Regions from separate parts of the Mus musculus genome. Here region 1 is linked to region 2. The links are chromatin contacts, called in public HiChIP or PLAC-seq maps. All regions are on one chromosome and are shown on one strand. Each heading gives the region's core, a stretch centred on a gene start, on an enhancer-like site or on the middle of the called end of the contact. The rest is flanking DNA. Distances are from core to core; before and after follow the strand shown. Region 1 holds the start of 1700007F19Rik (RIKEN cDNA 1700007F19 gene). Region 2 holds the start of Wwtr1 (WW domain containing transcription regulator 1).

Region 1 (5,298 bases), core at 1,344-3,843, 590 kb after region 2:
GCAGATGCTAATTGCAACAAAAACTCCCAAACCGACTGAGACTAAGAGGACAAGGCCAGAGGTGGCAGGTTTCTGCCGCAGAATTTAACCTCTGTCATCTCCTGCAGCCAGAAACAAGGTTGTGAAGAAAATCCAGTCCACAGCCAGAGTAATAAAGGCAGTTGAGTTTACACCCTGATACTCCTATTGTGGGGATATAAAAGTTCTGATAAAGAGTGGAACCTGAGGCACAGGATAGGAACCCAAGATGGTACTCTAAAGTATGTTGGTCCTGTAGACACCTACAAACCTCTAGTAACATAAGTGTCCTGTCCCCTAAAACAAATACCTACTTCCTAGGGAATGTTCAATATGCTGGAAATTGGCTCCTTTCCAGTGATTATGGCCACATGTCAGTAGAGCTCAGAAAGAGAAGTAGTCCTCAGGGAGGACGGAGATTTGCCAGAAAACTGAGCCACGGTTGTGTTCCTAGGACAATACTATCTGCAGGGGATGGTGTGATGGATCCTGGTTTATTGCCAACGTATGGTACTGTTCTGTAACACCAAAGGCCAAGTGGTGGCTCTGAACCAGAGGTAAGGTGGGAGTCAATGTCACAAAACCGAGCAAGACAGAAAAAGAAGCCAATGCATCCCACCTGCAGGGACCTTTGAATGATGCCTGCCTGAGAGGCCACACACGTGGCTCATGGGATGTGGAAGGTGGAGCCCAGCGCTTCACACATTCTGACAAGTCCAATACCAGGGCCTATATCCCTGGCCCTCATTCCCGGAATTCTGTAATGAGGAAAGGATATTTATTACCTACATCTTGACATCTGTGGGCTGATGTCATTATCAGCTTCCAGTTATCATTATCAGCTTCCAGCATAATCATTTACATACTCAGTTACGCAGGATAATTTTTAGTGACAAATAGCACAGACCCAGTTGACAATAATTTGTGCTAGCTGACCCCGCCCTGGCAGACTCTGAGGAAGACGTGACGGTTTCATCCTCTTACAACTGCTCTGCTTTCTCTCACAGCTCTACATCTCCTGACAATTGCAATCTCACTTTCCCTGACTCCATACTTCACCTTCCTGTCTGTCCCCAGCACAGCCGGACCTTACCCTCCACCCTTGTCCGCTTACCTCAGTGTCTCTATGGTCAGAACAGCCAACCACAACAAGGCTTCCACTGGCAGGAAACAGTCTTCACACTCTTGGGATTTCCTATTATGTGATGTGCAACCTTTTCCAGAAACAATCGAACCTAAAAATAGAAACCGCCTGGATCCACCTTCATCTCAATACAATGACTCCGTGGCCGCTGTAACTGGCCTTGAAGCAGTGCCAGGCACTTTGAAATCCCGAGGCTCATCGGTGTGAATGAAGGAAGCGCTTCCAGGGACTCCCAAGCGAGGGGAGGCTGCTGTTTACTTATTCCCTAGTCTTTGTTATTTTGTTGGCCTTTGCCAGGAAAGCCTGGGTAGGAGGAAGGAAAGCAAGAAGGGGATCAGAGGGGTGCAGGAGATTAGCAAGCAGAATTGGTGACCCTGGGGGAAGAGACTAATTCCCAGAGGAATTAGGTGAGTTTTTGAAGGATGGGGTTGAACTGGAGAAGAGAGGGAAAGAGAAGCAGGTTGAAACTGGATTTTCAGCGGCCCACGTAGTTGGAGTGACTGGGCCTTCACAGCTGGATCATGGCTTCTGGAAATGGAGCAGGGAGGAGAATCAGTCCGTCTTCAAGTCACTACCAGGGTCAGCAGTTACTGTTTCTCTCTCACCATCCCCTGAGAAGTTCCCATTCTCTTCTGTGTGGAGGAGGAGACAGAGGAAGGGACAAAAACCTGGAGAGGGCAGAAGCACCTGCCCACCCATGTGAGACAAGACAAAAAGCAGAAGTTAATCAGCGTGCACCGGCCCCTCCATAAAGATCCCACCCCACTGGAGTGTGTGACCAACCTGGGAGAGAAACTGGGAGTTCTCAACAATGATGCTAAGAGCCATGACCTTGAAATTCAAAAGCAAATAGAGAAGAGATGAAGACCCAGGAGACCCGAGCTTGAAGTTATCCCAGGAGAAACAAGCTGAATATAAGGTCTTCCCAGACTCAGCTCAGAGTCAAACAGCCTGTCTTCTAACCCCATTTCCTCCCATCACCAGCTGGGAGACTTGGAAGTCGTCTTTCCTTTCCCTGAGCGGATACCCATTTCATTAGGTTCATTAGGTGAGGGTGACATGAGGTGGGAGCAAACAGCTCTATCTCCATACACCCCGTTAAGGGGCTTTGTGGGCAGAACCAAGACTCACCCAGAAAGATGTGGTCGGTAGAAAATAGCTTTTACACGAATCTAGGCCTGGATGGAGAAAGAAGACATGTTAAAAAACAAACAAACAGACAAACAAAAAAACAAAACAAAAAACCCAAACAAACAAAAACAACTGGCAACAGGGAAGGAGCCTGGTGCTTGTATACACGGTGCCTGGGGTACTCAAGAGGACGTGGGAAAGTTCTCCCCGTACAAGCATCCAGCAAATACAGGGAGATCAATAAAACCAAATTACCACCGTTTTGCAGCCTCCAAAGAAACAATGAAAGTTAACAGTGACCGTTATATCAGTTACTAATTTACTGCCTTTAAACCCTAAGTCCACCGTTTCAGTGCTCTGGGGTCATTCATTGAAGGAATTCGAAACACTTCTCCTTCCCAACGCGCATGATTTGACGCTTCATCAGTAGAGGGCGCTAAAGAGACACTACAGGAACAAGGGGCTTTTCACTTGGTTTTACTCCTGGTGTCTGACCTCCAGCAGTGCACATGTAGGCTCATCAGCCAGGCCATGTGCCATCAAGATCGCTACAGTGTACAGTCCTTCTCCCGGATCCTCTGCCTGGACTCAGAGACCCCTTGCCTTCACCCTTGTAACGTACCAGTTTTACACAGACCTCCTGACCACTTTCCATCTACAGCTGGCTGACAAGGCAGCAGGACTTTGTTTCTTAAAGCCCTCCAAGTGTGAATGCTTCACACGAGTCCTTACACTTCCTATTTGTGTATGGTAGGTAAACAGCCATAGCCTCAGCTCGCCTGTACCTTTTGCATCCTTCCCTTCTTGCATGGCAAGTATGAACATGCACCTACCAGATAGCCTAGTGTCCCCAGCTACTGGCTATTGTGCCTCACTCAAGCTTTTGCCTTCAACAATGTCAAAAGTCCGGCCTTAGGGAGAGCCCCTATTTCAGGGTTGTTTTTCTTTGCTATTCTCCCTCAGATATAGGGTGCCCTTCAGAAGCAACTTTACACCTCCACAGCTATTATTTTAATAATTCTGTATATTAAACTTCCGTTATTTTAAATTACTATATAATTTTCTGTTTCCCAAAGTAGGCCCAATGACATGGGTGGGGGGTGCGTGGTAACGTCATGGAGAGACAGGAAAATCATGTGGCCTTGCTGGAGGTCTAAAACATAGCAGTTCAAGTGTTCTGGACAAAATATCAAGCCTGATTCTTGTCCAGCCTTGGATCTGACCAAACGTTTGAGAGGAAAGGAACGCGTTAAATGACACCATCAGATACAGCCACCAGATCAAGGCTCAAGAAAACCTCATGAGAAGAACAATCAGAATTCTCCAGTGTGACAGAGGAGAGAATCTGCCTGCCATCTGTCTGTCTGTCCATCCATCTATTCATCTATCTACCCATCATTCGTCTGTCTATGGCTTTTTATCCAATTAGAATTAAAGACTCCATTGCACACTGATTCTGGTAAAAAAAAAATGGAGGCAAATGAATTTAACTGTCTGGATATTTGATAATATTAATTATCTTTTTTAAAAAAAATAAGAGTTAATGAAGGAAATATTTGTTGATATTATAAAAATTCTTTTTATGTTTATGTGTGAATGGTACATGGGAATTTTCTTCAAAATAATAGTTGTATGAGATACAAGTGGATGGGAGTCTGTACTGTCCAGGACTCAATAATACTGAAGCTAAGTGATGAATACATGTGTTATTAAGACCATTTTTTTTTCCACTTGAGGTAGAGTCTTACTGTATAATCCAAGCTGGCTCCCTGTGTGGCCCAATCTACGTCAGTCTTCTGAGCACTAGAATTTTATAGGTACCACCATTTTTAGCGTCATTTTTTAAAAAAAGTCTGCAAACTGTTAGAGAAAAGGCAACATAACTGAAACATGAACATAGGGTAAAGAGAAGCAACGAGAAAAGTCTACATGCCCCAACACGCGTAAAATCACCCATTCAACAGCAGAATATCCGTGGGAGCATGGTTGTTACCACTGGTGCTACCACACCGGACAATCCAGCGGTATACATTTTCAAAATCTCTGTAAATCCAATTGTTCTCGTTCCAGTTATCTACCATGGAGAAATTGTCACATACGTCAGCTAAAACACGTGTTTATTCCAGCAATTTGTAGAGTAACCAAACCCTGGAAGCAAAGCAAACATAGCCAGTGGAGAAGGGCCGAACAAGACCTGGGGAGCCCACACTGGGTCCTCAGAAAGAGTTAAAAGGGGAGATTACGTGGGCCACTGTGGCAGAGATCCAGACTACCGCTCACAGAGCAGGGTGTCGCATTTAATCTGTGTGTTGATCTTTTCATGAAAGTATATTCATATCGCTTGTAAATACATAGCAGGCAGGGGAGGCCCCCAGCTCTATAGCCTGAGCAGCTGAGTTTTGCAAACCTTTAGTCACAGGGCATCTGACAAAAAGCAGGTCCCTGGGTGCAGTGAGGCATGAATGCAGCAAACTGGGCTCATCCTTAGAGGGCGGCTCAGCACCAGGGCCTGTCCTGCCTGACTCCGGCCTCTTTAGTATACACCTAAGACTACATTTTGAGAGGCAGAAAACTCGGCCTTTTCCCTCTTCCAAAAGGTTTCTTCAACTATGCCTTGTTATGTGATCTTAGAAACCAGCTTACTTGGGTGCTTATTTGAGTGTTCAAAAAGCTAAGACAGTTGGTGGCCCATAATGCCCAGAATAGTTGACATCTTCTTAAGCTCAGTACTGAGGACAGCGTATTAACTACTTATCCATTGCTGCCTCAGGTCACGGGACAAGTCAAGAGAAGAAATTTTACTTTGATTCATCGTTAAAGAGAGACTTGAATCCATCACTACAAGGGGAATGCACGGGCAGCTCTTCACCTGACCATTGTCCAGGAAGCAGAGTTCAGGACTAGAGCCACAAGAGGATATAAATTTCACGGGCCTGCCCCTGGTGGCCCATCTAGTCTAGCATCTCCTCAGGAGTCTACAGCCTTCAAAGCAGCCCCCACAAACT
Region 2 (5,684 bases), core at 351-2,850:
TGGTCCAGCCCATAACTACTTTACAGTGCGGTTGGTAATTACATTACTGTGCTGTGTGGTCATTACGTCATCAGCTGGGAGAGGTAAAGCCCACCAGGCACTGTGTTCTTTTCCGGTTTGCTTTTCCTGAGTGACTGAAGAACCCAGACCACCTACTCACCTGGCTGTGAGCTAGCTAACTTAAGTGAAGGCGCTAAGGGCCTAAGACCCAGATTTAGGCCAAAGTCGCTCAAAATTCCTTTCCCCAAGTTTAAGTTTTCCAATGGCCTGGATCTCTTAGGGCTTAAGCAGTTTCCACTTCATGAAACGTTCTCTGTTCTAGTCAAGTACAACTCCCAGAGATTCATCCCCTACTTTTTTATCTTAGCAGATCTCTGAAGCACCTTGGAAGAGTCAGTCTCTCAGTCTCTCTCTGTCTCTCTCTCTCTGTCTCTGTCTCTCTTTCACACACACACACACACACACACACACACACACACACACGCCACGAACACACGAGCGTCCAGGGCATCACAACTTTGCCCCTCTTGACTGCCGGCAGACTTACTTAAGGAAGTATCTCTGGCCAGTGGCCGTGAAGGTCATCTCCCACCCGGGGGGCAACGGCAGCTCGTCGGTCACGTCATAGGACTGCTGGCGGAGATGTGCATGCTGCTGTGCAGGGCCTCCAGCGGCTCCCGCACCGGTGCCCAGCTGCAGGGATGCGGGCGACGAGTGCGAGCGGACGTGCTGCGCGCCGCCAGCTAGTCGAGGCCCCGGGTGGCCGCCTGATGAGTCTGTGCTGGATTGGCGCGAGTGCGAGCCGGAATCGGGCTCCTTAAAGAAGGACTCCGGGAGGATCTTTTTCCGCCATGAGCTGGGCTTGGGGTTCATGACAGAGTTGAAGAGGGCTTCGAGGTCGGTGTCCAGGTCCTGCGTGACGTGGATGACTTGCTGCCCTGGCGGCGGGAGCGGATGGGGCACCGAGGACGGATTCATCTTTCTACAAGAAAAAAGAAAGATCAGATCAGCCTTTTGGTGCAAGTCAGAGGAGGAGGGGGTAGTCCCGGGGAAGGACAGAGAGAACCTAGAGACAGTTAGGTATGGGTCCAGGGACCAGCCGGTGGGGGAGGGGGCGCCCCTGGCCTCCGAGATTATGCAACTTTCCCGCAACAGAGAAGCTCCCCTGAGCAGGCAGCCGCGGGAGGAAGGGGGGGGGGGGTGCCTGCACCAGACCCAGTCGCAGCTTCCCCTGCCCAATACCCCCACCGGCAACCCCAGGCGTCCCGACTGCGGTCGTCTAAGAGCCGGACGCCACAGAGGGTGCGGGGCGCGGCGGGAGCTACCTGGGGACTCGGGGAAGCCAAGCCTGGGCGCCTCCCGAACTGACGAGCTGGAACCCGGTCCCGGCTGGCAGATCCCGAGCGGATTCCCAGCAGCCGAAGGCTTATCCTCTTACATCCCCGGAACCGGCCTCGGGCGCTCCCACTGCGCGAGGAGGCGACAGAGAAGACGTAGACGAGCGCAGCCGCCGCGGCTCCCGGACTGTCCCATAAACAAAGTTTGAAGCAAACTCCCACCCTTAGGAAAGAGGCGGGCCGAAAGTGGAGCTGTTGAATTATGCATGACCTCCTGGCCGGAGCCAGCCTGCCCCACGCCCCTCCTCTTCCTCCTCCTCCCACCCTAGCCCGGCTGGCGGGGGTGGGCTGGGCACTTCGCAGCTCGGGAGAGACCGTGCCCCCGCCCCGCCGCGCCGCTCCGACCTCTCCCGCCGAGCGCCTATCTGCATTCCTTTGAGTTTACCACTGACTTGGGGCGGGATCAAAGAGAAAATGGTTCAAGCCTGTTAAATCAAGGGGTTATGGACAAAAACCAAATCGGAGAATAACGGAGGGCCCTCGGTTGAGGGTCCAAGGCCCAGAATGAGTCTGTCCTGAGCGCTTGCCCTCGTCTTAAGGGGAGCGCCCAGCACCCGGAATGTGGCACGGGGCGCGGATCTGCCAGAGGTCGGACCGGGGCGCACCCTGGCTCAGGGAGACACCCGCGAGGCCAGACTTTCCACGGAAGGCTGCTTAACGCTTGTGACCATATTTGGTCTGCTGGGGAGACAACTTGGCTGTTTGGCTTTCAGTTGTCTGCGAGACGGTTTCCCAAAAAGTGCCGCTGTTGCTGAAGATGCGGCTTCACCGAGGAGTCGATTGTAAACTACCAACTTTCAAGCCTTTCATCAATCCTTAGAAGGCCGAGACAAAGCTGCGTTCTAGAAGGCCAAGCAATTGCGCCCCCTTCCCTCCTCCCGCGGCGTTTGCGAGGGTAGTGGGAGGATTGGAATGTCCCTGGGTCGCTCTAGGGAGCCTGGAACTGGAATGGAACAGGGGCAGGTGGCTAGGATAGAGAGGGTGTGCCAGTGACCCGGAAAAAGCCACACAGCCTCCCACCCGACTGGACATGGGCCAGAGGTGGAGACCCCAGCCTTTGGAGAGAGGAGGTCTGGCCTGGTAAGACAGCTGCCGGGAAGAGGGAGGAGGCCTTGCCCTTCCCACTGCCAGCTGCTCAACTATTCCTTCTCTCCAAGAAAGGGTGGCTGCTTTTTAAGTTACATTCCAGAAAGCCCCTACCCGACCCACAGATTCTAATAGACAAGTTTATTAGATAGGTTAAATGAGGCAATACACGCAAAGCACTTTGCTTAGCCAAGGCTGCATGGAAGTTTGTCAGCAGAATTGTATCAAATGCAGGCACTGTGCCTCACCATATTAAAGAGAGACATAAAAGTCAAAATTAAATCCACAGTTGACAGTGCTACAGGAAAATGAAGACAACTGTGACCTAACAGCAAGGTGAAGGGACAAATGCAAGCCACTCCATCATTTTTACTTTAAGACAGAAGAGAGAACAAAACTGTGGCTCAGCTGGAAAAGATCCTTTCAGGCAATTCTGACAACCTGAGTTCGAATCCCACACACTACATGGTAGAAGGAGAGAACCAACTCTAGCCCCCACATGAGCCCCCAACACATTTTTTTTTAATTTTGAGACCATCTTTGATTAGCTGTGTCCTATCCCAGTACCCATACATGAGCTGTGACTCCAGGTCCCTTACAGACTTTTCCCAAAATGGCAAGTGGTCTTATACTAAGGCCTCTTGAACTTTTTCAATCATGACCCCTTTTTGCCTGAAAAACTATCTATCTGACCCTAATCTATATTTGTATAAAATAGGTAAGAATCAAACATTTACTGATAATCATAAATTGATTTTAAAATAATTCATTCCTGGGCATATATAAAATTTTGCCGTTCATTAAAGATAATAAGATATGCTTTGGGCTAGGACTATAGTTCAGTGGCAGAGCACTTGCCTGGGATCATTCCCTAGTAATAATAAGTGCTAAACAAATGTGATGGTTCCCATATACAGAATTAAACCCTGACTCTTTTTTTTTTTCTTTTTTTTTTTTTTTTTTTTTTTTTTTTTTTTGGTTTTTCGAGGCAGGGTTTCTCTGTGTAGCCTTGGCTGTCCTGGAACTCACTTTGTAGACCTGGCTGGCCTCAAACTCAGAGATCCACCTGTCTCTGCCTCCCAAGTGCTGGGATTAAACGTGTGCTCCACCACGCCCGGCTAATCCTGACTCTTTGATACTACAGGACATAGGGTGCCTTCAACATTTTTCACCTTTTTTATTTTATAATTGCTAGTCCTGAGACTGGTGTTGTACAAAATGGCAGAAGTATGTTTAGGGCCATCTCAGAAACTATTGGAAGTTCTGTCCTAGGTCCAAGCCAATATTTCATTTAATGATTTTTTTTTTTTTGTAATGAAAGTCAAGTCAGCAACTCAGTCATTTCCAACATCAAACATCCTAACCAAAATATATGTTAATGTATACATACTGAGGAATGAAGGTAGAAAAATATTGTCTATTTTCCATAATTAAATCATTTTCTGTAAAAGCACAGTGCTGTATGCCCAGTAAGACCACAATTCAAATCTGAGCAGTACTATTTCAGGCAGCTCTCCTTGGTGTTGTGTAGTGTGCCCAGAACAAAGTACACATGTTAAACATGTATGTTCAGAACCAAGAGTACAGTGAAGTCTCAAGATGCCACACAAACAAGTATTACCAACGATGAAAATCATGTTTGATTTTGAATTAATTTTTGGTTCTGTGCATGTAATCTAAAAACTATTTTTCTTGAGACAGGGTTTCTCTATAGCCCTGGCTATGTCCTGGAACTCAGTGATCTGCCTGCTTCTGCCTCTCACAGTTGCCAAATCTTTCACGACCCCTGCTCCACAATAAATTACACAACCCATGTGAGTTCACAACCCAGAGTTTAAGAGGATCTGCTTCAAACAGAGAAAGGCACCTGGATCACCTACCAAGATAAGCAGGGCTGGTTGCTTCCAGTAATCTGAAACTGCTGATTCCAGAAACAAGTCCTCTCTTCAAAGGACAGAGAGAAAGGGGGAACGAACGCTGCTGAGGCTCCTTGCCTTGGAAACAGAATCTTTGCAAGAGGGAGGGAATGAACTGTGGAGCTGGAGGAAGCAAAGTGCCTGGGATGGAAAGGTTACCAATTCAGAAGCTGCTGTGCTGCTGTGAGGATGTCCAAGGCCAGTCCCATTCCAGGAAGGTTCTTATCTCAAAGAGGTGAATAGGGCTTGAGATCAGATAAATAAGGATGCAGTCTTTATTCCTTGCTAAGTCTCAAACAGCAGTGAACCCAGGCGTAAGTTAGAAATCGTTGCTAACTCAAAAACTTCCCATTCCTAAACACATGCAATCAATCATTCATCATAGGGCAGGCACACTGGCATACATTTGTAGTCTAAGGCTGAGGCAGAAGAATCTATCACTTGAGCCTAGTAGTTCCAGGCCAGACTGCATAGCATAAGGAGACCTTGTCTTAATAAATAAATAACCTGATAGTATATGCATCAATGAAATATGCTGCTATCCCAATCTTTCCAACAATAATAACTTAAACGACAGCTATCTTAACTATCAGGTCCAGGTACTGGCGTACCAGGTGTGCTGCTGGCAAACCTGTGTTGGATTTTTTTTTTAAATTGATTCTTGATCTGGAAAAGCCAATTTCACTGCAGGCAAAACTAACCCTAAACTGGTGGTCCTAGGTGCTATAAGATACCAGTGTTCTTCAGTTCCTACCTTGAGTTCCTGCTGTATCTTCTCAAGATGATGGGAAGCTGTAAAATGAAATAAGCTCTTTCCTCCCCAAGTTGACTTGAGTCATAGTGTTTTATCACAACAACAGAAAACTTAACTAAGTTTAAGTATGACTCCTTTGCTTTGGTGTAGTAGTGACCACCTTTAATCTCAGCATTTTGGGACAGAAGCAGGTAAATTTACAGAGTAAATTCAAGGCCAGCCTGGTCTACATAGTGAGTTCCAGGATAGCTAATGATACATAACGACACTGTCTCAAAAGAAAAAAAAAAAGTATAATTCTTCAGTCACCCTAGTCACTTCAGACACTCAAGCACTCTAGTTCTTTGCTTTCTCTTTGTAATTTCAGGAAAATAGTACTATACCAACTTTGCAAAATCCCACATTTAGGGCCAGGAATGGAACAAGAACAAGCCAGCTTAATCCATGCATGGATGGGAGAAGGGTCCATGAAGCCTTATGCTAGCTGAGAAACTATTGGGAGTTGGTGGCTGCTGGGGGAGAAAGAGCCAG

Evidence for each region. HiChIP or PLAC-seq counts read pairs in DNA pulled down with a chosen protein or histone mark.
Region 1: a contact with region 2 is called in an H3K4me3 HiChIP or PLAC-seq map of embryonic stem cells, with 4 times the contacts expected there. The contact joins the promoter of 1700007F19Rik here to the promoter of Wwtr1 in region 2. A contact is called at or near these places in 1 of 39 promoter capture datasets (liver) and 2 of 115 datasets of contacts at active chromatin or transcription factors (both in embryonic stem cells).

What each region holds. Positions count from the first base shown.
Region 1 is chr3:58,161,214-58,166,511 of GRCm38.p6, forward strand. 1700007F19Rik (RIKEN cDNA 1700007F19 gene) reads right to left here and starts at 2,594. Exons shown (of 6, transcript NR_040538.1): 1 at 2,549-2,594; 2 at 2,294-2,340; 3 at 1,133-1,253. It overlaps Gm40056 (a long non-coding RNA gene), which reads left to right. Exons shown (of 6, transcript XR_003954487.1): 5 at 1,026-3,043; 6 at 5,064-5,298.
Region 2 is chr3:57,574,276-57,579,959 of GRCm38.p6, forward strand. Wwtr1 (WW domain containing transcription regulator 1) reads right to left here and starts at 1,601. Exons shown (of 7, transcript NM_133784.3): 1 at 1,326-1,601; 2 at 548-982. The coding sequence starts at 978.